Linked DNA regions of Mus musculus: regions 1, 2, 3, 4 and 6 are each linked to region 5. Evidence: chromatin contacts called from public Hi-C and HiCAR-type data. All regions are on one chromosome and are shown on one strand. Each heading gives the region's core, a stretch centred on a gene start, on an enhancer-like site or on the middle of the called end of the contact. The rest is flanking DNA. Distances are from core to core; before and after follow the strand shown. Region 1 overlaps Cyp7b1 (cytochrome P450, family 7, subfamily b, polypeptide 1). Region 2 overlaps Cyp7b1 (cytochrome P450, family 7, subfamily b, polypeptide 1). Region 3 has its middle 120 kb from the start of Armc1. Region 4 has its middle 56 kb from the start of Cyp7b1. Region 5 overlaps Gm30789 (predicted gene, 30789). Region 6 has its middle 96 kb from the start of Cyp7b1.

Evidence for each region. Hi-C and Micro-C count contacts between places; a contact is called where the count stands out from the background. HiCAR-type assays count read pairs that join an accessible place to other places.
Region 1: a Hi-C map of cerebellum shows a contact between it and region 5, with 2.6 times the contacts expected there. The contact joins two enhancer-like sites. A contact is called at or near these places in 6 of 484 Hi-C or Micro-C datasets (cerebellum, embryonic fibroblasts and liver) and 7 of 115 datasets of contacts at active chromatin or transcription factors (cardiomyocytes, differentiating embryonic stem cells, embryonic fibroblasts and 4 more).
Region 2: a contact with region 5 is called in a Hi-C map of liver, with 2.6 times the contacts expected there. The contact joins two enhancer-like sites. A contact is called at or near these places in 2 of 484 Hi-C or Micro-C datasets (cerebellum and liver) and 3 of 115 datasets of contacts at active chromatin or transcription factors (differentiating embryonic stem cells, embryonic forebrain and embryonic stem cells).
Region 3: a Hi-C map of liver shows a contact between it and region 5, with 9 times the contacts expected there. The contact joins two enhancer-like sites. A contact is called at or near these places in 14 of 484 Hi-C or Micro-C datasets (the 3T3-L1 cell line, cerebellar granule neurons, cerebellum and 6 more), 9 of 115 datasets of contacts at active chromatin or transcription factors (astrocytes, differentiating embryonic stem cells, embryonic fibroblasts and 6 more) and 1 of 9 other capture datasets (embryonic stem cells).
Region 4: a contact with region 5 is called in a Hi-C map of uterus. The contact joins two enhancer-like sites. A contact is called at or near these places in 6 of 484 Hi-C or Micro-C datasets (bone marrow-derived macrophages, liver and uterus), 6 of 115 datasets of contacts at active chromatin or transcription factors (cardiomyocytes, embryonic stem cells, heart atrium and 1 more) and 1 of 9 other capture datasets (embryonic stem cells).
Region 6: a HiCAR-type map of embryonic stem cells shows a contact between it and region 5, with 3 times the contacts expected there. The contact joins two enhancer-like sites. A contact is called at or near these places in 4 of 484 Hi-C or Micro-C datasets (embryonic stem cells and liver), 7 of 115 datasets of contacts at active chromatin or transcription factors (embryonic stem cells and hepatocytes) and 1 of 9 other capture datasets (embryonic stem cells).

The regions. Positions count from the first base shown.
Region 1 is chr3:18,208,463-18,211,805 of GRCm38.p6, reverse strand. All of the region lies in intron 1 of Cyp7b1 (cytochrome P450, family 7, subfamily b, polypeptide 1), which reads left to right. Among named protein-coding and RNA genes, the nearest start is that of Gm23686, 33 kb to the right of the region's middle. Within about 2 kb of position 2,010, at least 3 of the 459 cell types and tissues checked have an H3K27ac peak or open chromatin away from gene starts, as enhancers often do. A contact at or near this core is called in cerebellum, where this site is marked.
Region 2 is chr3:18,190,060-18,193,768 of GRCm38.p6, reverse strand. The region is part of intron 1 of Cyp7b1 (cytochrome P450, family 7, subfamily b, polypeptide 1); the gene reads left to right. Among named protein-coding and RNA genes, the nearest start is that of Gm23686, 14 kb to the right of the region's middle. Within about 2 kb of position 1,773, at least 4 of the 459 cell types and tissues checked have an H3K27ac peak or open chromatin away from gene starts, as enhancers often do. A contact at or near this core is called in liver, where this site is marked.
Region 3 is chr3:19,043,345-19,046,901 of GRCm38.p6, reverse strand. No RefSeq gene overlaps it. Among named protein-coding and RNA genes, the nearest start is that of Armc1, 120 kb to the left of the region's middle. Within about 2 kb of position 1,636, at least 4 of the 459 cell types and tissues checked have an H3K27ac peak or open chromatin away from gene starts, as enhancers often do. A contact at or near this core is called in kidney and liver, where this site is marked.
Region 4 is chr3:18,298,055-18,301,611 of GRCm38.p6, reverse strand. No RefSeq gene overlaps it. Among named protein-coding and RNA genes, the nearest start is that of Cyp7b1, 56 kb to the right of the region's middle. Within about 2 kb of position 1,876, at least 18 of the 459 cell types and tissues checked have an H3K27ac peak or open chromatin away from gene starts, as enhancers often do. A contact at or near this core is called in neural progenitor cells and uterus, where this site is marked.
Region 5 is chr3:18,623,006-18,626,493 of GRCm38.p6, reverse strand. Gm30789 (predicted gene, 30789) reads left to right here. Exons shown (of 4, transcript NR_166210.1): 4 at 441-3,488. Among named protein-coding and RNA genes, the nearest start is that of Gm30723, 7.4 kb to the right of the region's middle. Within about 2 kb of position 1,598, at least 196 of the 459 cell types and tissues checked have an H3K27ac peak or open chromatin away from gene starts, as enhancers often do. A contact at or near this core is called in cerebellum, embryonic stem cells, kidney and 3 more, where this site is marked.
Region 6 is chr3:18,337,779-18,341,217 of GRCm38.p6, reverse strand. No RefSeq gene overlaps it. Among named protein-coding and RNA genes, the nearest start is that of Cyp7b1, 96 kb to the right of the region's middle. Within about 2 kb of position 1,852, at least 19 of the 459 cell types and tissues checked have an H3K27ac peak or open chromatin away from gene starts, as enhancers often do. A contact at or near this core is called in embryonic stem cells, where this site is marked.

The DNA.
Region 1 (3,343 bases), core at 761-3,260, 420 kb after region 5:
AAGCTTTCCTTCCCCTGTCTCGTATACATCATGGATCAGGTAGTGGCATCTGCTGGCAATGAATGATATTGCCTTCTAATTCTATAGGTGAATTGGCTGTTCATAATAATTCATTCCTGAGTAGCAGGGTTTTCTTTTCCCAAAACAAGTGTATACACAAAATAATAAATAACAATATGGGTGGTACTGGTGTTGTATAGAATACCACATGAGGAGAGGAGAAGGTAAACTTGAAATGATTATAAGCATCTCTGTTGCTTTGTTTTTCACATTCATATCAATAGTAAAAATATCAGGGAGGTTCACACACATGCCAGGTCCCAACACTGGTGTAGGTGAGCCTCAAAGAAATTCCCAATCCCAGAAAGTAGGTAGAATGACTTGGTGTTTGACACACATAAACTAGTTAGAAAGGAATTTAAATGGTGATGAATATTTTTTATATAGTGCCACATGTACACAGCTTCAGTTTTTCTGAAGACCAAGTTTCCTATATTCATCAAAAGTCATAAAAGAGTTGAGTGTGGGTAACAATGACCAATCATCCTGTAACTCTTGAGACTGAAGCTAACAGGTCATGAGTTTAAACAGTCTGGGCAATGTAAGGCTGTTTCAGATCAGGGAAAAATTATATCAAACAAAACCAATTTAAAAATGTATGCTATTTGACTTAGCAGTACCAGAGTTAGTAACACATTGTTAGAAAATAATCAGAGATGTGCTTAAAGATTTATTAAAATATAGTTATTTTATCTCTGTATACATATATGATGCCTATTATAGTATTTATTTTATAGTAAAATATAAATTATCTAAAATAACTAGTAACAAGGTGTTTTCAACATATTATGATATGTCCCTTTAGTAAAACTGTATTCACCCACTGAAAATACAGCAACATTTGATGGTATGAGTAAATGTTTACGTTACATAATTAAGGAAAAGATGAGTGAACAATACTGTATGATGTCTTTGTGAGAGGTAACAGTCCATACATGCATATGTCAGTACGATGTGGTTGCACAGGAGATGTACCCACATGATAACCTCACACTGATTTACCCACATGATTATCTCATAGTGACTTTCCCCCTCATCTCTAGTTTTATAACGTTTCTACAGTAGGAATATACCACCATTAAAATTGAAACCAATTTATATATGTTAAAGATTTGTTTATTTTTGTTTTATGTGTATGAATGTTTTACCTACATGTATGCCTGTGCCCATGGAGGCCAGAAGTCAGGACTGGATCCACTAGAACTGTAATTATAGATGGTTGTGAGATGACATGTGGGTACTGGGGACCTGAACTCAATAGCAAGTGTTCTTAATTGCTTACTCATCCTGCTACCTCCGAAACTAGTATATCCTTTGAGGAAAAAAGATACAGCGAAGTAAACACCCCCAGGGATTCTGATTACAAACAGACCATTCAAGAAAAACAAAACCAGAGGGAACAAGACGAAGATGCCATTGGCATAAGGGAGCCATGCTGGCACACTGCATAAAAATGGTCTTGAAGGCATGTAAAAGGATATGTTGTGTCAGACATGTGTGAATCAAGAGCTCAACTATGGTATCTCAAGATTAGCACTAGAATTTAAATCACCTTTGCACTCAAGAAGCCATAAGAGAGTGCAGAACAAAAGTTACGTTTGATTCTAAGAAATTATACTACCCTGGGGAAGAGAGATCAGGTTTAATTAGTACTAGGTCATTGAGCCTCTGGATTCTTCATCTTCCTTTGATGACACTCACCTGGCATTGCTCTGAAAAGTTAGAGAACCATTTGTCTAACAGTCAACACACATTCTCTAGTCTATTAAGCGTTGCTTAAGGCTACTCATGTACTTGGAACAAGATGGAGAACAAACAAAACTAAACCAACAGATGGAACAGAGATCTTATTTACCTAATTTTCCTTCAGGAAGCAAGACTGTTGAAGGGAACAGAAGGCCACACTGGCCAGTTTATGTTTAGACAGTGTGGCGCTGATAAGGATCTCTGGTATAAATCAGCCAAAGCATGACAGACGCTGGACATCTGGGGGACCTGGGGCAAGTGGTGATAGAATCTAATATGTAACTATTTCTGGCAGAATGACACTTTTTGAGGATTTTTATCAATATGGCCTTTGCCTTTGTCAGCCCTCCCATATGTGTCTGCTTGTTTGCCTGTGTGCCTCTGTATGGCCTCTGTGATGCCCTGTGACTGTCTCTATGCCTATCTGTATGTTGGAAGTGCAACGATGTGTGCTCCGGTGCCTGGTAGAATGTGGCTGCCTAGTAGCCTATATCCAAGTGAATAAAGTACTGTGATTATTATCTGCCCACAGCTTTAATTAAGCTCTTCACCTGCCAAGCATCTCACAGCTCTCTTTCTTTCCTAGCTTCAGACCTTAGATCTTAGTACTATAACTTCAAACATCTCCTTAAATTGAGATTATTTGCAATATATAAGTGTTCTAAATCTTGTAAAAAACATTTGAGGTTGGAAAGCTTGGGGAGAAAAGACCAGTGTATTAGAATCAGTCAATTCTGTAATGTACTAGCATTCTTGGATCTTGGTGTCACTGTCTGAACAGTGAGATAAAGACCGGATGTCCTTGAAATGACATAGGATAGGCTTGAAATCACCTATCTCTCCAGACTTGATGTTTATACCTAATTTAAAGCTTCTGTCTCTTCTCTTATATGCCTTCCCACAACTAAATAAGGAGCTGTGGAGGGGAATGAAAGGCATAGAACGCTTGACGCTTGACTGAGGGGTGGTGACCTGGCTCTTCTCCCTTTCCCTAGGGCATCTGTATGGACTGTATGCTCAAAAGCCTAGAGAGAACTTTAGCAACTTTTTATTTATCAAGTTCATTTAAGAACCATTAAATAGGTGCTTTTGTACTTGACATTTTGCAAAGACTCAGATGAATAAAGCTTAAAACTCCCTTTTGTCAGAGAGCTTTGTAGTGCTTCTTGTTTTATATCTCTATAGACTGAATTTCTCACTTGCCTTCTGCTTTCTCTTGGCTTTTAAGGAAAAAGTACTTTAATGTAAGTTGATTATATATGTGTGTACACACATATACATATATATGACAGAAATGCTGCAAACCACTGGGCTGGTTTGGGAGACAGAATTGTGGTAGGTGATATAAACTGTCAGTACTTTCTATTGCCATTGCTCTGACTTTAATCCAGTTTGCTAACATCATTTACATGAACGACTATAATACATTTTTTTTCTTATTTTCTCCTCGTGCTGTTGGCATTAAAACCAGAGATCTACTTAAAATTCACTTTGGAGAATGTCTTTTGTTCACAATTGTATACCTAATATCTAATTA
Region 2 (3,709 bases), core at 524-3,023, 430 kb after region 5:
ATGGCTTGCCCAAAGACGTGAAGCTCAAAATAGTGAAGTCCTGAACTGGTAGTGTAGCTTAGTTGGAAGAGTTCTTGCCTCACACAAACAAAACCCTGGGTTTGATTCCCTAGTACTATAAAATTTGAGGGTGGTATTACCACTCATAAGGTGGTAACAAGACGACCAGCAGTTTAAGGTCATCTGTATATATATAATATATATATCGAATTTAATACAACCCTGATGCACATGAAGCTTAGTCTTAAAAATGATATTCACAGTGTATTCTAGAACTTGTATCAGTACTAGTTGTTCATGCAGTAGGTTTTGCATTCTGTCATTTTGGTTACCTGTGATCAAGTCTGTCCTAAAATCATTAAGGGAAAAATTCCAGAAATAATATTGAAAATTTAGATTACACTGTTCTGAGTAGTGCTTGCTGTTCTGGACACTATTATCACAACACAGGATGACAATTGTTCTATTTTATTGTTAGCAATTGTTCATCTCCTGCTGTTCCTATTTTATAAATTAAGCTTTATCTTTGCGGTATATCCTGTTTGACATGCATATATGTTTGGTATTCTCTGAAGTCCCAGGTGTCCACTGGGGGAAAAGTTCACAGTTTCTAAGGTGAGTTCTAGCGCATGCTAAATGAAATGAAGGGCCTTCTGCTTCTATTGCACAGTAAGCTTATTCAGACATATTCAGACTCCATTTTCTTAGATACACACAACTTCATGGGGGCTAGACTGTAGATCATTTAAAATCATCCCTGTAGTAAGCTTCTCAGTACAAACAGGAAAATATTTTGGGAAAAGGATTATCAAATTATTTTATTTATCAGGGAATTGAGAGCAAAGGGTCCTTAGCCTACATGTTTTGTTCTTGTTCCATAAAAGGGGCCCATTTTCCATTAGTTTCACCTCAAGAAGATAACACCTTAATTAAACTCCAGTGGGTCAATTTAATTAAAATGTGTCACTCAGATTCTCACAGGGGAACCCAGTATCCAGGAAGCATGCCTTCTGCTTCTTCTCTGACTGCTGCCGTATCTCAGACACTGTTCATACCAGGGCTGGGGATAGTAATGGCTACAGGCTTTGCACATGCCCTGTGCCTGCTAAAGAAAGTGTAGGCCTTCTCAAGACTAACAGTGAGGGTGATATTCAATAGAACATTAGAACACAGATTTTTGAATCAGCACTCAGTTTCTTTTCTAACACTACATTCACCAAGGGATCCCTGTCATTTCTGTTAAGCCTCATAAGCAGGAAGATGTTGAAGAAATATTTCATACCTTTCCCTTTTTACCTCCTTTCCTTGTCCATATCTCTTTTCCTTTGTCTCACCTGGTATATATATGAAATCCTTTTAGTAGTTACTTCCTGGAGGCTACAAGCAAAGACAGGAGAGCCTAGAGATTTATTAAAGATCTCCAGGTTCTGAGGATTCATTCTCATGACTGTCCTCTGACTCTCTAAATACATGGTTTTATTTTATGTCCATAGGCTAAAAGAAATTCAGATATATCCTGGAGATTATAAAAGAAACACAAGAGGAGTTTAATATTGACCTACAAAGCTAGGCAAGCCTCTAAGCAGCCCACTTCTCAGTATCTTCTCCTTTTCATTATGACACTGGCTTTATGGCTTTAGTCTCTATGTAAATATGAAATATTTGTTGACAAATTCAGAAATGACAGATAATATGATGCTCTCTAATCTGATGCCTTTGGGTGGGAAAATGTCTCTTTTGATTATCAACCCATGATCCTCTCCTACCCCATGACTGCCTGCCATTATCCCTCCAATGCTTGTTGTTTGGCTTTTTCTCCATGAGTACAGGACAACCAACCATTTACCTAGTGGTCTGCACTCTTGCACATATAGGTGTTCTGATAGTTTTCATTCTTGAAAACTGTCTTCCCTAGCATATTATGTCAAAAATTTGCATAGTCAACTAGTGAAAACTTGACAGTCAACTCGTGTTATGTAAGCTTCTTCACTTTTAACAGTCCACATTTTTTTTTCTAGTTTCTTTTCCAGGTTTTATTTCTTTTGTTTCATTATGGCCTTTTCTTTAAAAGATCCATGAAACAATTCTGATCTGTCTTTTGTTCCATATGATTTTATATTGCTGTTTTTGTTTATGTAAGATTGGTAAAATTTGAGGTCAAAGAGTATGCCTATTTTGTTTTAATAAATATTTGAGGATTGCCTAAGGAATCTGTGTAATTGTACTTTGATCAAAAGCTGCTCTTAGTTATTTTCTGGAATATTTGTTTTGGCTCATGGGTTCTGAGAGTTCAATACCTCTTGGCTAGATCTTGTACTGAAAAGGCTCATGGTAGAGAAAAACAGATTGCTACAGCAGCCAAGAGGGAGAGGGAAAGAGGGAGGGAGTGAAGGAGTAGACAGGGATGGAGGAAGGGAAGGAGTAGACAGGGATAGAGGGAGGGAAGGAGTAGACAGGGATGGAGGGAGGGAAGGAGTAGACAGGGATGGAGGGAGGGAAGGAGTAGACAGGGATGGAGGGAGGGAAGGAGTAGACAGGGATGGAGGGAGGAAAGGAGTAGACAGGGATGCCGGGAGGAAGGGAGAAGGGAGGGAGGGAAGGAGACACAAATTCATAACACATAAGAATGTGTGATCCTAAAATCCTTGAAGGAACATCCCTACCTTACCTTAAACCCATCCAGGAGAACTCACCTCCTAAACACCCCACCAGCTTCCAAGAGCTCTACAAGCTGGGGATTACTGAGTACACAATATTTGGAAGACAGTAAAGATCCCAACCAGCTACATTTAGTGGTGCTCTTATAATCCTAGCACTCAGAAGATTGGGGCACGAGTATCTCAACTTCTAAGATCAGCATAAGTCATGAAGTAAAACAACAAACAAACAACTACAAAAAGAAAAACCAACCAGCCACTAGTCACCAGGCAAACCAAAGTAGTAACCATAAAACAAAGAAAGATAGACAGACTGGTCTCCAATCAACATCTAAGTTTTACAAATTCTTTCTTTTGGCCAAATGTTTTTATATACATTTAACACCTTGATTAAGTACAAACTAAATTTACAGAATTGGGTAGTAAACAAATGATCAGAGATAGTATTAGAAGGTTTATTTGGGTATATGCCCACTAAACTTCTGTGTTGTTTGGAATTCAGTAGAGATTTAAAACATTTATCCACAATACATTTAAGGAGTCGCTAGTTTTCCTAGCCTGGGCATTTTTTTTTTTTAAATAGAAACTCTGACTTGTGTAATTGTTCTAAATAAATTTGATTTCCACTGGCAATCCTGATTCTACGCAGATCACGGCTCTTCCCTACAGAGTAGAAAGAACCATAAATTCTCCAGAGACTCTATACATCATTGTCTTGATGGTCTGTGTTCCTGGAGTATGGTGCAAAGATGTTTGGTTTGGGGCTGTGTTCCTGGAGTATGGTGCAAAGGTGTTTGGTTTGGGGCTATGTTCAAAACTTGTTTCCAAATGGTTTTCACAACATTCATATTTTTAAAAAGGAGACAGTTATTTAAGTCTAATGACCACTAATTCAGGCTTAATGATTGTATAGTTTATTAATCAAATGTGTTGAGCAGGAAAAAAAGCCAGCTACAATTCACTTACAATTGAGATTTTACTCCATTTTAACGTTATTTTAATGAGCTACAGATTTGAATGTGGGCTTTATTCATCTGTTGCTTCCGCTCAAT
Region 3 (3,557 bases), core at 387-2,886, 420 kb before region 5:
TGGCAGAATTCCCAAGTGCTCCCTGGTGCTCCCTGAGCCCCTCACACCAGTTCCCAGGAGCTACAGCTGCTCCAAGTGAGGTCCTTGGAGATTCTTGGCCTGGAGCCAAACCTACGCTGTCACAGCCCAGGAGCACCTGTAGACTTTCTCTGAGGACAGCCTATGAACATAAAGACATCTTACAGTTATTGAAACAAAACAAGAAAACCAAAGGCAGCACAATTCCCAAGCCTACAGGGCCTGCAGTCACTTGAATGAAGGACTTAAAATCTAGAGAACTGACAGACCTTAGATATTTATCAAGAGACTAGAAATTAAGTCCTTGAAGTCTGTTGTCTGGGCCTTGAATTAAAAAGAAAATTATACCTAGTTCTCCATTCTGCTTTGTTCAGACACAGAAAATAACATTAAACAATCAAGAGGTCTCATGGGCAGACTAGGGGATGGTATAGTATCTTGCTGACCAGCTCATTTGTCATAGAACCTTGGTGGCTTGGTGACAAATACTATATAAAACTATAGCCACACCCATAAATGCTTCTATTTGATCTCTGACAATACATTTAATTTTTTTACTTTACTTTTTTGGAATACCTTTTTACCTATTCTTTGACTACTTCATCCATATATATATAACATATTTTGATCATTAAATATCCCTAGATCCCCACTATCTCTCTTTCCAAGCTCCCTCCAAGGCCTCTTCCCACTTCCTGTTTTTCCCCTGACTTTTTCTGTAACCCACTGAGTGTTATTACTGCCACCTGCTGGAGTACTGCCCACTCTTGTTTGCTTGATCTTGTGTAGATCTTGTGTTACCACAGCTGCTTCAAGTTCATATGTGACACAGCCATGCTATGACAAGAGCATGAATTTCACAGCATTCCTCTCCATCCTCCCACCCTCACATCCTTTTTGACTCCTCTTCTAGCTTCCAAATCAGTGGGGTTCTACAGAGCTGCTTCATTAACCCTTAGTTTTGGTTGCCCTGCTGCTGACAGTGGGTTTCATGACTTGTATTTTCATAGCTATAATCAGTTGTTTTTATTTTCTTTTCTGCATCTGTGTAGCTCATAGTTCATTTTGTTGTTGTAGATAGCTGAAAGCCTAGCTAACGTCCTAGCTAATGACTGATCATTTTATGTTGCTGAGAAACGAATCTGAGTTCAGCTTGGAGCTTGGTTTAGAGGTTTAACGGTAGCACAAGCTGCTGGTGGTATTTTCCTCTTTTAATCTGGACACTGGAGAGACAGAGGGAGGCAGATCATAGTGGGTTCTAGGCCCAGCCCTGGGCACATCATGAGTTCCAGGACAGCTAGAGTGAAACCCTGTCTCAAAATAAACCCAGAACAATAATGTTGGTGACGGTTGGTGACTGACAGGGATATTGGTAAAGATGAGGGTATTAAGACTAGGTTTCTTTTTCTTTTCTTTTTTTTTTTTTTCACTTCTCATCAAGGAGACTTCATTTTTATTTTTCACCTGTGTGATTTCCTTGCATGTATGTCTGTGTATCACATGCATGCATGATAATGGAGACCAGAAGAGACTGTCAGATACCCCTGGAACTGGACTTACAGGTGGCCGTAAACTGGTGCTACGTGTGCTTGGTGCAAGGAATGGAACCAGAGCCACTGGTTCACCTGAGCAGTGACCCAGGTGGTAAACAGAGTGTGACTTGTTTAAAGTCAATATAGAAAGCCAACCTGGAGAGTCAGATACCTGAGAACAAACAGGGTCTTATATACAAGGATACTAAAGATGATACAATTTGTATGCTTTAGGAACATCTGTAAAATGCTTTACATTTTTAAGTCTTATTTACTTGTACACATGCATGTGGAGGCCAAACAACTCCTTTTAGGAGTTTTCTCCTTCCAGCACATGAGATCTGAAGACTGAACTCAGTTTATCAAGTTTGGGGGCCAGCACTCACTCTATGGGCGATTTCTAAGCCCCTTTTATAATTCTGAAAAGGATTTTGGCATGCCACCATGTCAGCAGTCAATATGTAAAGTATTTTGGCATTTGTGTCCTTTTTAGTTTACAGTTAGTTTGTACCTAGAGTAAAGTTTAACACACTCTGCGAGCAGCCTGCACTTTTCACTGCTTTCCCAAAGGCTGGCAGATACCAACATGTTTGCTGAAACCGTTTCTCATTCCCTTAATAAATAACAGAGATTGCAATGGTTAGTGTTAATTGTCAATTTGACAAAATCTAGACTCCCCTGGGAGATGGACTCTGGGAGTGTCTGTAATGAATAATTATATCACTTCTTCTGGGAAGATCAGCACATAGTGACTGACATGCCTGTTACATGATCATGGTTCTGTAAACATGAGAACTGGGGAGTCAGGGTTCTTTCTTCCTTTTCTGTTTCCCGAGAGTGGGTGTGATGTGAGCATATACTTTAGACTCCTGCTGTGTTGATTGCCATGCTATCATGAACTGCACCTGGAACTGTGAGCTAAAATAAACCATTTCTTCCTTGAGTTGCAATTTTTTTCCAGTTTGTTTCATCATAGCAATGGAAAATAAAGTAAGAGATGTTGGCCACAAAATAGCCTGGGTTGTTCTGCTGCTGGGCAGTCATTGCTTTAGCTAATGGAGACAAAGAGTAGACAACAAAATGCTCCAAGGTAGAACAGTAGTTACTAACAAACTGTATTAGAGCACAGGAGAGCAGCCACTATAAAAACAGTATTTTCAAAACAACTCCAAGCCAGGCAGTGGTGGCGCACGCCTTTAGTCCCAGCACTTGGGAGGCAGAGGCAGGCGGATTTCTGAGTTTGAGGCTAGCCTGGTCTACAGAGTGAGTTCCAGGACAGCCAGGACTACACAGAGAAACCCTGTTTTGAAAAAAAATCTCCATAGGGTAATTCTAATATCAAAGAATCCCTTCTAATAAGCAAAAGGAACAGCAATGTGTCTTGCAAAAGCTAATTCCTAAAATGGCAGCATCTACCTTCCTTCTCTGGAAACAGAAGATATAATCCATCTCTCCTCCAGGGTTCTCATAATCCAGAACCGGAAATGATAAAGCTGCTTAGAGTGGGTAATTCCATAAAGAAAAGTAGGCCAGAACCTGAGATGGAGGGGGGACATTTGTGACAGCAGCCACACTTTCTCCCCCCTCTTCTCCTCCCTCCCTCTTTCTTCCTTTCTCTGTCTCCTCCACCTATGATCAACACACATCCAGAATCTTTTAATTGCTATTCAGAGCAAAAGGTCCCTTTATCCTTTAAAACATGTCTGTCAGTTTAAATATTTAAAAAAACAAACAAACAAACAAAATAGTTTCATCTATCTGTCTGTCTGTCTATCTATCTATCTATCTACCTATTTTTTTTTTTTTTTTTTTTTTTTGGAAAGCTGCAAATGCCAGAATGTGTTCTCACCAAATATTTGCTATGGTTATGTTTATCCAAAAGTGGCATTAATTCTTTCATTCTTCTTCATTGAGCCCACTGTCCTCATTAGGTTATAGGGATCCTATTCAGCTTGACAGTTTCTGCAGACACACAGTGGCCAAGAAAAGACCTTAAGCCACAAGGTC
Region 4 (3,557 bases), core at 627-3,126, 330 kb after region 5:
CACACACACCTTTGAAGCCCCAAACCGTTATGAATAACTGCATTAAAAACTAATTACAAATTCAAATTTACTTGTTATTTACAAAAAAACATTAAATAGAAAAAATGTTATATATTTCATTGAGGCCAATTCTTTTAGGTGAAGTTATAAATATTTGTTGAATCTATTTGCCCTGTACTTTGCTAGTAAGAATCTGGAAAGCAATAGTTTTGTAACAATTTAAATTGGAAAACATTATTCTACTGTTTGCTTAGATGCAGTAAAATAGAATCACAGCACAGGTGAGGCCAGTATTCATCTTAAGTCTTGACCTACTTGCGCTGGGATAGAGTCTAACAAACAAACTGCATGTCACTATGAAGCTGTTAGAATTTGTTGAATGGTCTAGATATTCAACTGTTAGGTTAGTAAGGAGTGTAGATTTCCTGGACAGAGCATACAAAGTCCTAAAATGAGTCATTATTCATATGACTATTTATTGCTCTGTGGATCATTTATTTTAAGATATTTACAGAGCTGGGAAACATACAGCAAATAGTAAAGCGTGCTTCCTACATAGACCCGATCACCTCAGTTAGAGTCCTGGGAACCCAGGTAAGAGCTGTACTTGGTAATTCAGACTCTGGGATCCCAGCTTCTTCAGGGAGATAGGATGGAGAAAGAGAAAAAATCTCCACTAGCTTCCATGCTGATAGCCTTGGTTTATTCAGCAATATAAAAGAGCCAGTCTCAAAGAAAAGTTAAGACCAACACCCAAAGGATGTTCTCTAAACTCAACAAATATATGAAGTTATATTCATGTCTAAATTTATATACCCATGTGGGCACACACACACACACACACACACACACACACACACACAAAAACACGTCATTACTATGTTACTGTAAAGTAAGTTTTTTGAAAATAAAATTTTATGAAAATTAAAAGTAGCACATGGAATCTTAACACCTACAGATTCACAGTGGTCATCAATTGCTGGCAAATCTCTGCTGGGCATCTCATGTAAGCTTGCAGGAACACACTCATTAGCTACTTTATCTCTTGTCATTTAATAGACTGTAAACGCATCCCATAAATAACACTATTTTAGTGTTATTTGCTCCACTTCCATACGGCTGAAGTAAGGCATGTATACAAACACATGTTTGTCATACATAGCTCACTTTTGAATGGGGATGAGGAACCTCCTAAGTCTGTCTGGCATTTTACTGAGTGGCATCCCTTTTATTTGGAGCTCAGTAAGGTGGACACTTGCTTTTATCTTCAATTTCCTTTCCTTTCCTTCCATTGTCCTATCAGATCTAGCATATACTTCATGAACTGAGTGACTGGCACATATAAATTACATCTGTCTTTACATCCTTTCCCCAAATGAAAGTTGTTTGTTTCTTTATTTTTTTGTAAAAACTCACTGCCTTTGGGTTATTACTACAAGGATTACATGAAGATGCTCAGACACAGACACAGCAAGACTTCTTGGTGAGAGACCCTTTACCAGTACATATATTTCATTTTGTTGGGAGATGCAAGGAGTATTTACACAAGTGACTCTCAGAACAGTTTGGAACCATACTATGGGTTGCAAGCCCAAACTGTCTATATTTAGCCAAATACACACAGAATGACTGTTACTTGAAACTCACCGGGAAAGAGTTTCATTTTCTTTGTTCTAACAAGGAAAACCTTTCTTTACAGAATATCTAATGGTTTGTGCAAATCAGGGGATAAACCCTGAGAAAAATACATAAAAATTAACTGTGGTTCTTATATAAATCACATAACCTGTTTTCAAGGATCAACTGCACACTATAAACAAACCGTCTTTATATCTTCCTCTCCATGGCCCTTGGCAGGGATATGCATTCCAGTTCTTGAAGAGGAGTTGTCTAGCTGGGAAAGCAGTTTATCTGTTCCCTAGGGGCCATTCTGGAAAACCAGTGTGCGTTGGCTTTCTTTCCATGACTACTAATTATGACCTGGAACACTGGGAAAAGCTGTTTCCAGGAAACTCCAAAGAAATGTACTTTTCAAAGTCTGTTTAAATGGAGGCCCACTTTGCTGAGAATTCCTCCCTTAGTCTGAGCATGTTGTTTCTTTCTAAACTTATTACCTGTGCTTAACATATGCACAATTTTCCCCATAAATAGGGGAGTGGTATCAAAGTTATTGAAGTAATTATTCTTAGTAATTATTCTTGCCTTATGTCATTCATATATAAATATATCATTAAAATCTGGAACAAGACAAGAGAATCTCTGATTTGCTTTTGTTCTAGTTCTCAATTCTTCAAAGGCCAGCCCTGGTTTTAGAGGATGTTCTCCTGAGCAGATCTGTAGGCAGCACACACTTAGTAATGATATGAGGTAAGTGTGTAAAAACTTGGCTAATATCATTTTAGGAAGCATACTCTGACAGATACCTTTATCCAACATTCCCAGTGGGTTGACTTAGACTATTGGTCTTATATGGAAGTCAAACTTTCAGACAAAGCTGCCTTTTCCACATTTCTTAATTCCTTCAAAATGCTCTCTGTCCCAGAGTCTTAGAATCAGCATCTACAGAGTTAGCCTGTGGTTTATTTTATCTCTTTCTATAGTCTTGCGGCAAGACTTTGATGGGGTTGCAACATAAGTTATATTGGTATTTGCAAATGTTGAAAGTTGACTCTGAAAACAAGAGAGCATGGTGTCTTATCTCGTACTGAGGCAGGTTTATGCCAAATGTCATCTCAAATTCCCTGGGTCAGGCTGCCCTTTGCCTCTGTAACAGGAAGAATGAAAGATAGGATACAGAGTATTACAAACCATTTTTGCTCTCAAAAACAAGTAGAAGGTAAAGCATTTCCAGGGTCATTGGATGCCTGTGGTAGGGATGAGAAGCCATCTATGGAGAAACCGCTATGCCCACAGCTCTGAGCTAGACATACCAGCATGGGTTTCAGTCCTCATTTAATGACCTTCTGTTAGTTGATGCTGTCCTGTACTTGAAAGCCTTATCAAAAATGATGTTCTAATCCACCTGGGATTCTTTTGTTTATTTAACTTTTTAGTGTGTGTGTGTGTGTGTGTGTGTGTGTGAATTTTACAGCATTCACCCCAAGCCCCCTCATCTTTCCATACATTTGTACACACCCTTTGCCCTTGCAAACTTCCCCACAGGAAAAAAAAAAAGCATCATTGTGGAAGCTATAGTGTGTCACAGTGAGTTCCAGAGTATACCCTAATGTCCACACTTCTTCAGTTACAAATATTCATTGCAAAGAGTTATTGGTCTTGTTTGAGGATTCTGGCTTCTGTTACACTGTCAATACTGGATACTCATGTGCACTCCTTGGATATCCGATTGTTGCCCTGTGCCATGGAGATTCTGCAGCTTTGGGTCGATAGGAGCAGCACCTTCATGGCTTATAGCAGTTCTTCCTATAGATTTAATAAACTCGCTTATTCAAAATAGAAAGTACAGATACCATAAATCACTCTCCATTTAGGAAAAAAACGACTTTTCCTTCAGCCTTAAAAACTAAAGATTGGGACCAATGTTGAGAATCAAGAGG
Region 5 (3,488 bases), core at 349-2,848:
CTGTCACCTGCCTCTGAATCTCTCCCAGAGATTGTGCTGTGACCCAAATGTGAGTAACCCTTCTCCTGAGATTATTTCAGAAAAACAGCTTACAATTTAAAAACGTGTAAGATGAATTAAAAATAACAAACAAATAAAAATCCTCCCTAAATGGAAGCGCACACACAGCACAATGCAATGGAAGCCACATCGCAATCACACAAGAAAGCTGCAAGTCCTGAGGCTTCATTTAAAATAGTGGGTCCCTCCCGAGTTCTCAAAAACTAACATATTAATTCCCAAACAAACTTCTTTGTACCTAATGCTGACAGGCAGACAGGCGGTGGGGGTGGGGCGGGGCCTGTGAGAAGGGGAGCAAGGCCAGGGGACCGCTCTGCTGCACCAGCTTGGGTTCCCGGCCCCGGTGATGGAATTATTGTTTATTTTTTTAATTTTCCAAGGTAGGCCGATGACAGCTGAAGAAGACTGTATTTGCGGAGGAGCAGCATGAGGGTAGAGAGGAGCAGAGCTCCTGAGGGAAACCTAATAGTTCCTCTCCTTCCTGCACGGAGATAAAGACTTATAATCAGCGTCTATGTTCACCATCTGGCTCTGCGCATGTGGTCCGTATGGAGGAGAAAGCCGCACAATCTGTAAGTGATCAGGAGCCATGGCGCTCTCTCCAGAGAATCCACGATGCAATCAAGGTGACAGATGGCACGGCCACTGCTGTGGCCTCATGGAGAAGATCAAAATCACCTTCAATAAACTCTGACTGAAATGGGCATGAGCACCTCGAAAAAGTCAGTTTGTCAGTCAAACTGCGACAGCGCGCTGCACTGGGGAACCACAGCGGCCAGCTCTCTGTTTTCAATCGTTTCCGTCTGACTGGGCCTGAACTATGATCCTTCTCAAATTGTCCTTTCTGTTTAGCTGAAGCAGGCCAGCAAATTGCCAGATTCATTGCTTTATTGAAGAAAATTGAAAACACGATGTCCTCAATTCCGAGGACGCACAGCTGGCAGGTACCCGGGACACCCAAACGCAGGGAGAGTGGACCTGGTTTCTGCAGCCGGAGTTTGCCCAACTTTAGGCGGATATTTTTGAACGCAAATATAAAATGCAAATGTGTACGGGGCAGTGGTTATGTAAACGGTATTAAGTAACCAGTAAGTGTTGTAGAATGGAGACGTGGCTACAAAGAAAGGAAGAAAGGAAGAAAGGAAAGGGGGAAACTCCAGCAGGGAGTTGTCTCTGCGAGTTCAGAGCAGGTTTCTTTCTTGATAGAGCTAGTGTGTTTTCTTTCTGTATCTGTTTACTATGTGGAGGTTCCTTTGGGTTTGAGCACAAGGTTGAAGAAATGCAGAGATACTGTTTTGTTTTGAGCAAATCACAGGGAATCTGCAGGGGTCAGGAAGTTTAAACAAATTTCCGTTTCTCCTAACCCCAGAGGAAAAAAAATTAGAAGCCCCAACCGCTTATAAATGGAGGGAAATGAGGAACAGCTAACCTGCAGTGGGACTCAAATCCACTACCATCTTTTGAGAAGTAAGGACACTGATTTCAGGTCAGGGAGGGCGGGTCCTGATGAGAGCAGGCGCCCCTCTTCCTCCCTCCTGATCCCTTGGCACAGTTCCACTGTTGTTCTTCCTCCCAATCGCCAGGACCGGAGATTGAAAGCAAAACTAGACTTTTCCAATCTTCTTTCTCTAAAGTTTCCAGGATCTGTGTCTGGTCCTGGAGTTTTCTATTACAAGCTGGCTGAGGGAACTTACCCCTTCTAACTTTTCGTCCATTCTCTTTTTAAAAAGTTGTAACCTTCTAGTTAATGTTGCGGGCTTGCTTCATTTAAGATCCAAACCCTGCTCCTGCTTCATCCCCCACAATGTAAACTGTTTGACAGCTGAGAAATACTGAGTCACCCGGCCCTGGATTTCCATGGGAATTCTCTACTCTTATTATAGGTACAATTTGAATGCCAGGATTCTGGTGCAGTGATATAGAAATGCATCTAAAGGGGACTCATCCTTGATTTGTGTATGTGAAATTCAAGAAAACACGGGGAAAAGCTCCTATTTTGAGTGACAGGAAAGTCTTGCTCTTTGGGGGGAAGGACTGTGTTTTCACAGAGTATAAGAGTGGAGCTAACTTACTGCATATCAAAGGGAAGTGTGGTTTGTTAAGAACAAAAGACCCTTTGTGTTTTCTTGTTCTTTAGTAGGTAATACCTACTGAGTGCTGAGTACCCACTATGTGCAGGCTTTGCAGAATTGAGAAGATTCCCAGGGAGAAAATGTAGGTTTTAAAGCCCTCTTCGGGGCACAGAGCTCTCTGCCTGACCTTTCTCCCTTGACCTACCTCCTTGGGCAGTGGGGGGTGTTCTTGCATGACAACAGGGCTGGTGTTAGGCTGGTGGCTGCCTGCTGTTTTTACACAGGAAATGCTGTGTATTTTTTCTGTGGTCTTTGGCTTCCTGGAATAGCGACTGTTTAAAGACACATTCATCAGTGCTGCCACCAGGAGGGGTGGTAGGATGAGTCATCGCTCAGCAGCAGCTCCAGTTACTCAGGGAGAAAGAAATCTTTTGCTTCCTAACGGTGGCAGTTCTGAGTCTTTCTTTAAGAGATGGCCTACTGGACCATGACAGTATGGAAACATACTTCTAAAATGAGGTTTAGTAATTAGAGCTTGGCCCAAACTCAGATATTTATGCTCCAGTCATCTCTAGCATGGAATTTCTCTTGATCTGTGCCAGATACACAGCCATACACCATTAGTGTCCTTTAACTCTAAGTCCCAAACTAAAATCTTGCTTAGAGAAATTTCCTTGAGACAGTTTAAAACTCATGTTCATGAGCAGAGATGTCCTTAAAGTGCTGTATGTACTTGCTATATCCATCCATCCATCTCTGTATCTTCTGTAGGTGAGATTGGCAGGGATGGGATGTGAGGATGTAGAGATTGTCCTGGGATTCACAAGGCAGCACCCATGGAGGGCAACTCTCCATCACAGGGCACTGGCTTTTTGAGTAGATGCATTAATGACATTTTTTATTCATTAATATTTTGTTCTCTGTGTGTGTCTGTGTGTCTCTCTCTCTCTCTCTCTCTCTCTCTCTCTCTGTGTGTGTGTGTGTGTGTGTGTGTGTGTGCATGTGTGTACATTGTCACATATGTGTTCATGGATACAGGCACATACATATCACAATTCAGAGATCAACACTAAATGTTTTCCTCAGTACCCTTTACCTTGTTTGTTTGTTTTCTTTTTTGAGACCCAACATCTTAGTGAACCTGGAGCTTGCTACTTTAACGAGACAGGGTGATAAGCAAGCCCCACAGGATATGCCCCTGTCTCTGCTTCCACATCATTGAGATTAGAGCCATGTACACTTTCACCCTGTTTTATAATGTGCTGAAGAACTAAAGCCAAGTTCTCATGCTTGTCAGTCATGCGCTTTACTTATGATTATTTTGCCAGGTCCAAGAGTTTAAGAGCAGATTCATTG
Region 6 (3,439 bases), core at 603-3,102, 290 kb after region 5:
GTGGTATGTACCGGAGCTGGAAGTAGCACCATAAGATGATGCTGCAAATATAGCATCCAGCTAAAATGTCAGTTCATGTTAACCATGGCTAATGCATGCCAGGCTAACACCCCTGAATAATGTCTGGCATATGGGAAACTTAACTCTTATCCTCCACTACAAAGTTCTCTTTATTGGTACTCGGACACTCATGCTTTTCATTAGTCATTCTATTTTTTTTTAAGAGGGAAAATATGAAAGTCTTAAAGACAAATTTAAGTGCATATTGCCTTGGAAATATCTATCTCTGAATTTAGAGTCCTCAAATCTCAAAAAAGAAAAAAAGACTGCTTCATGTGCTCTGTGGAAATACAGAACTAGTTTAGTGGCATTGACAATTTGAGCTAGAAAAATACTACAGAGCATAGAGATCCCATGCCTTTGTTTACCTGTTTGTCTCTAAAACACTTTGCAAGTTCTGAGATTTTTACAACAGCTCATAATGGTTGTGAAAAGACATCTATTTCTTTTTATTATCCTCATGGGAAGAAGTATATTGTTAGTATTTCTTTGATGCTATTGTGAGTGCCAAGAGAACATTCTTGGAGACAAAAATCAATCAGGAAGCCAGACCATCAAGAACTCCTAAAACAGACCTGAATTTGGGAGCATTCTAAATCTTCTAATTTTATTTTCATTAAAAGCATAGATTATATCACTCTAGGGATCCCTCTTCATGTAGGCTCCAGAACAACTAAGCTAAATTATGGAAAAGAGACTCTCAAATTATTAAGTTTTTTTTCATTTCATTTTCTATCTATAAATTTTAGTTATGTAATCATATGATTTAAAAGCAGTAAGATGAGTTATTAGATTGAGCAGGCCATTCTAATCCTTAACTTTGTTTCCCTTCTACTCTACTGAATTACTTCTTTCCAAACTTAAATCTACGTCAGCCTTGCACAGAAGGCTAAATGTACCTGTCTCATCTTTGTTCTTACTATAGTTGAACTCCTTCTCCTTCTCCTTCTCCTCTCCTCCCCTCTCCTCCCCTCCCCTCCCCTATCTTCTCTTCTTCTAGAAACCTGAAGTTACAGTTTTTGAATTGTATTCCAAAGATTTCACTTTTAATAGGTTACCAACAAACTCTGAAATATTTGGTACTAAAATTCAAGTCTTTTATCTTTTTTGTAAGTAAGTTTCTTCGTGGAGTAGGTTCCATGCGCCAAACTCAGTAACTAGGCAGAAGATGGCCTCAGTCCCACTCTGGAAGAGATCTGATCCCAATTCCCAATCTGATTGGTTTAGGTGAAGTCATGTGTTCATATAGATCCATCCAGCCTTATCAATAGGGTCATGACCATGAGCTTATTGTAGTAATACAGGGTATTGAGGCTCCTTAGGAAACATAGGAGACAAATAATTCTTGAAATAAAGCAGGTTACCAGATATGCTAATATGATGTCAAACAAAGGATAACTTATGAATTGTATTTCTGAATTCACAGAATCAACAGTAGCATTCCTTTTCCAATGTATGGCAATATGACAAAGGCTAGTAGGGAAAACTTAGCAAGGCATGCAGAGAGCAGCCAGGGTTTAAAGGATGAAACTGTTTACATTATGGCTTAACCATGGAACAGAAAGAGAAGGATATCCTCTTAGGGGTTTCTGATCTCAAGTGCCCAGATCTATTGAGCAATTTCACAATTAAGGTGTAGTTCAAACAAGATAAAACACAATCCTTAACTCTCTTTCCCCTCTGGGGATCTTACTCAACTGAACACACCCATTGAATTGTAACTGCTCTGGCAGGAGCATAGGATCTTACATGGGGCGTGTATCTTCCCATTCATCTATCAGACTATTGAGACAATGAACCCCAAGGAAGTGAAACTTCTCAAGGAAACTCATGCTGGGAAAGGAAGGGGCTGAGGCTCTTGTGCAAACCCAATAGAGAATTTGTTCCCCAGAGGCATTTTCAGTTTCCTGAAGGGTGGAGGCAGCTAAGAAAAGGCTGTGTGTAGGGCCACACCTTGACTACAGTGCATAGTTCAACATATTCCGACTTTCTATTTTGAATTGAATGTCACTTCAGATCATTATTCTGGCTAATGTGCCTGGGTTAAATAAATATCCTCTTTTTAAATTTCACTATCATCTTCACTCTTGGGTTGGCACACTGAGGACTCCTGAGCACGCTTAGTTTGTTATAGCTGTCAGAGCCTTGATTTTTATCGTAACAACTAAAGGAATAGTTTACATCTCTTTGAAAAAAAATAAAAACTGCTTAAAATTTAGAGTATGTCTTGTCAAGTCATAGAGAAAATAAGTGAATACCTCTAAATTAGAGATGGCAGAAGGGACTATGGGCACATAAGAAAGAGTCAACTGAATCTACACAAATTATGTCCTTTCCGGTTTCTAAAATTTTGACACTCTTGGTTCTTGACTGAACTGATCTTCCTGTAAAACTACTATCTACTAAATTCAGATAGCCTTGGGGAAGGATGTAGCTTTGGTAGTATTGTTTTTGCACATTAAGCAGTTTTATTCTTTTTATGTTTCTGAGTGTTATTGCCTGTATTTGTATCAGTGCACCACATGAGTTCAGTGCCTCCAGAAGGAGGTGTGTGTGTGTGTGTGTGTGTGTGTGTGTGTGTGTGTGTGTGTGTTGGATCCCCTGAGACTAGAGGTACAGATGCTTGTGAACTTCCATACTGATGCTGAGAATCAAGCACAGGTTCTCTGGTAGAGTAGTGGGTATTCTTAGCTTGAACCCTGGAAAGGACATTATTAAACTCTTTGGTTACTTGGAATTCATAACTTTATCCCATTATTTTTATAAATTAATAATCAGGTTCAATCAAAGGAAAGGATGAGAAGCAAAAGTCAATTTAAGTAACAGTCTTTGAATTTAGAGAAAATTTTTGGGAAATGGTCATTAAATGTTAATTGAAAAATCTCACTTCTTCAAATAAAGCAGACTCACCAATGTTCATCTTTGAACAACTGATAGGAACTAAGAATAACTTCTTAAGAAGCTCCAAAAGAAGACTTCTTTCCTTTTTGTCATTACTTATGATTGTGCAAAGTACAGTTAAATGACACAGGAGTAGAATATGTCATTGACTACTACAATGCAGTAGTTTAAAATATATAGAAAAATAATAAATGGTATGCTTGTGTCTAGGTGTGCAATATGAGCTTCTTCATTTTTCCATTGGATTTTTAAAGATGAAAGAACCCATAATTTGTTGTACAAATAAGGAAAACCCAGGGAACTAGAGGGGTATGTTTTACCAAGCATTATTTTAAGGTAACTCTTTAACTAGAATATATTTTTAAAGATAAGTGTGTGTGTGTGTGTGTGTGTGTGTGCAGAAATATGCACAAGGGTGTAGGTTTCTGTGGTGGCCAGAAGAGAATGTTGAATTCCTGGAACCATAGTTACAGGAGAT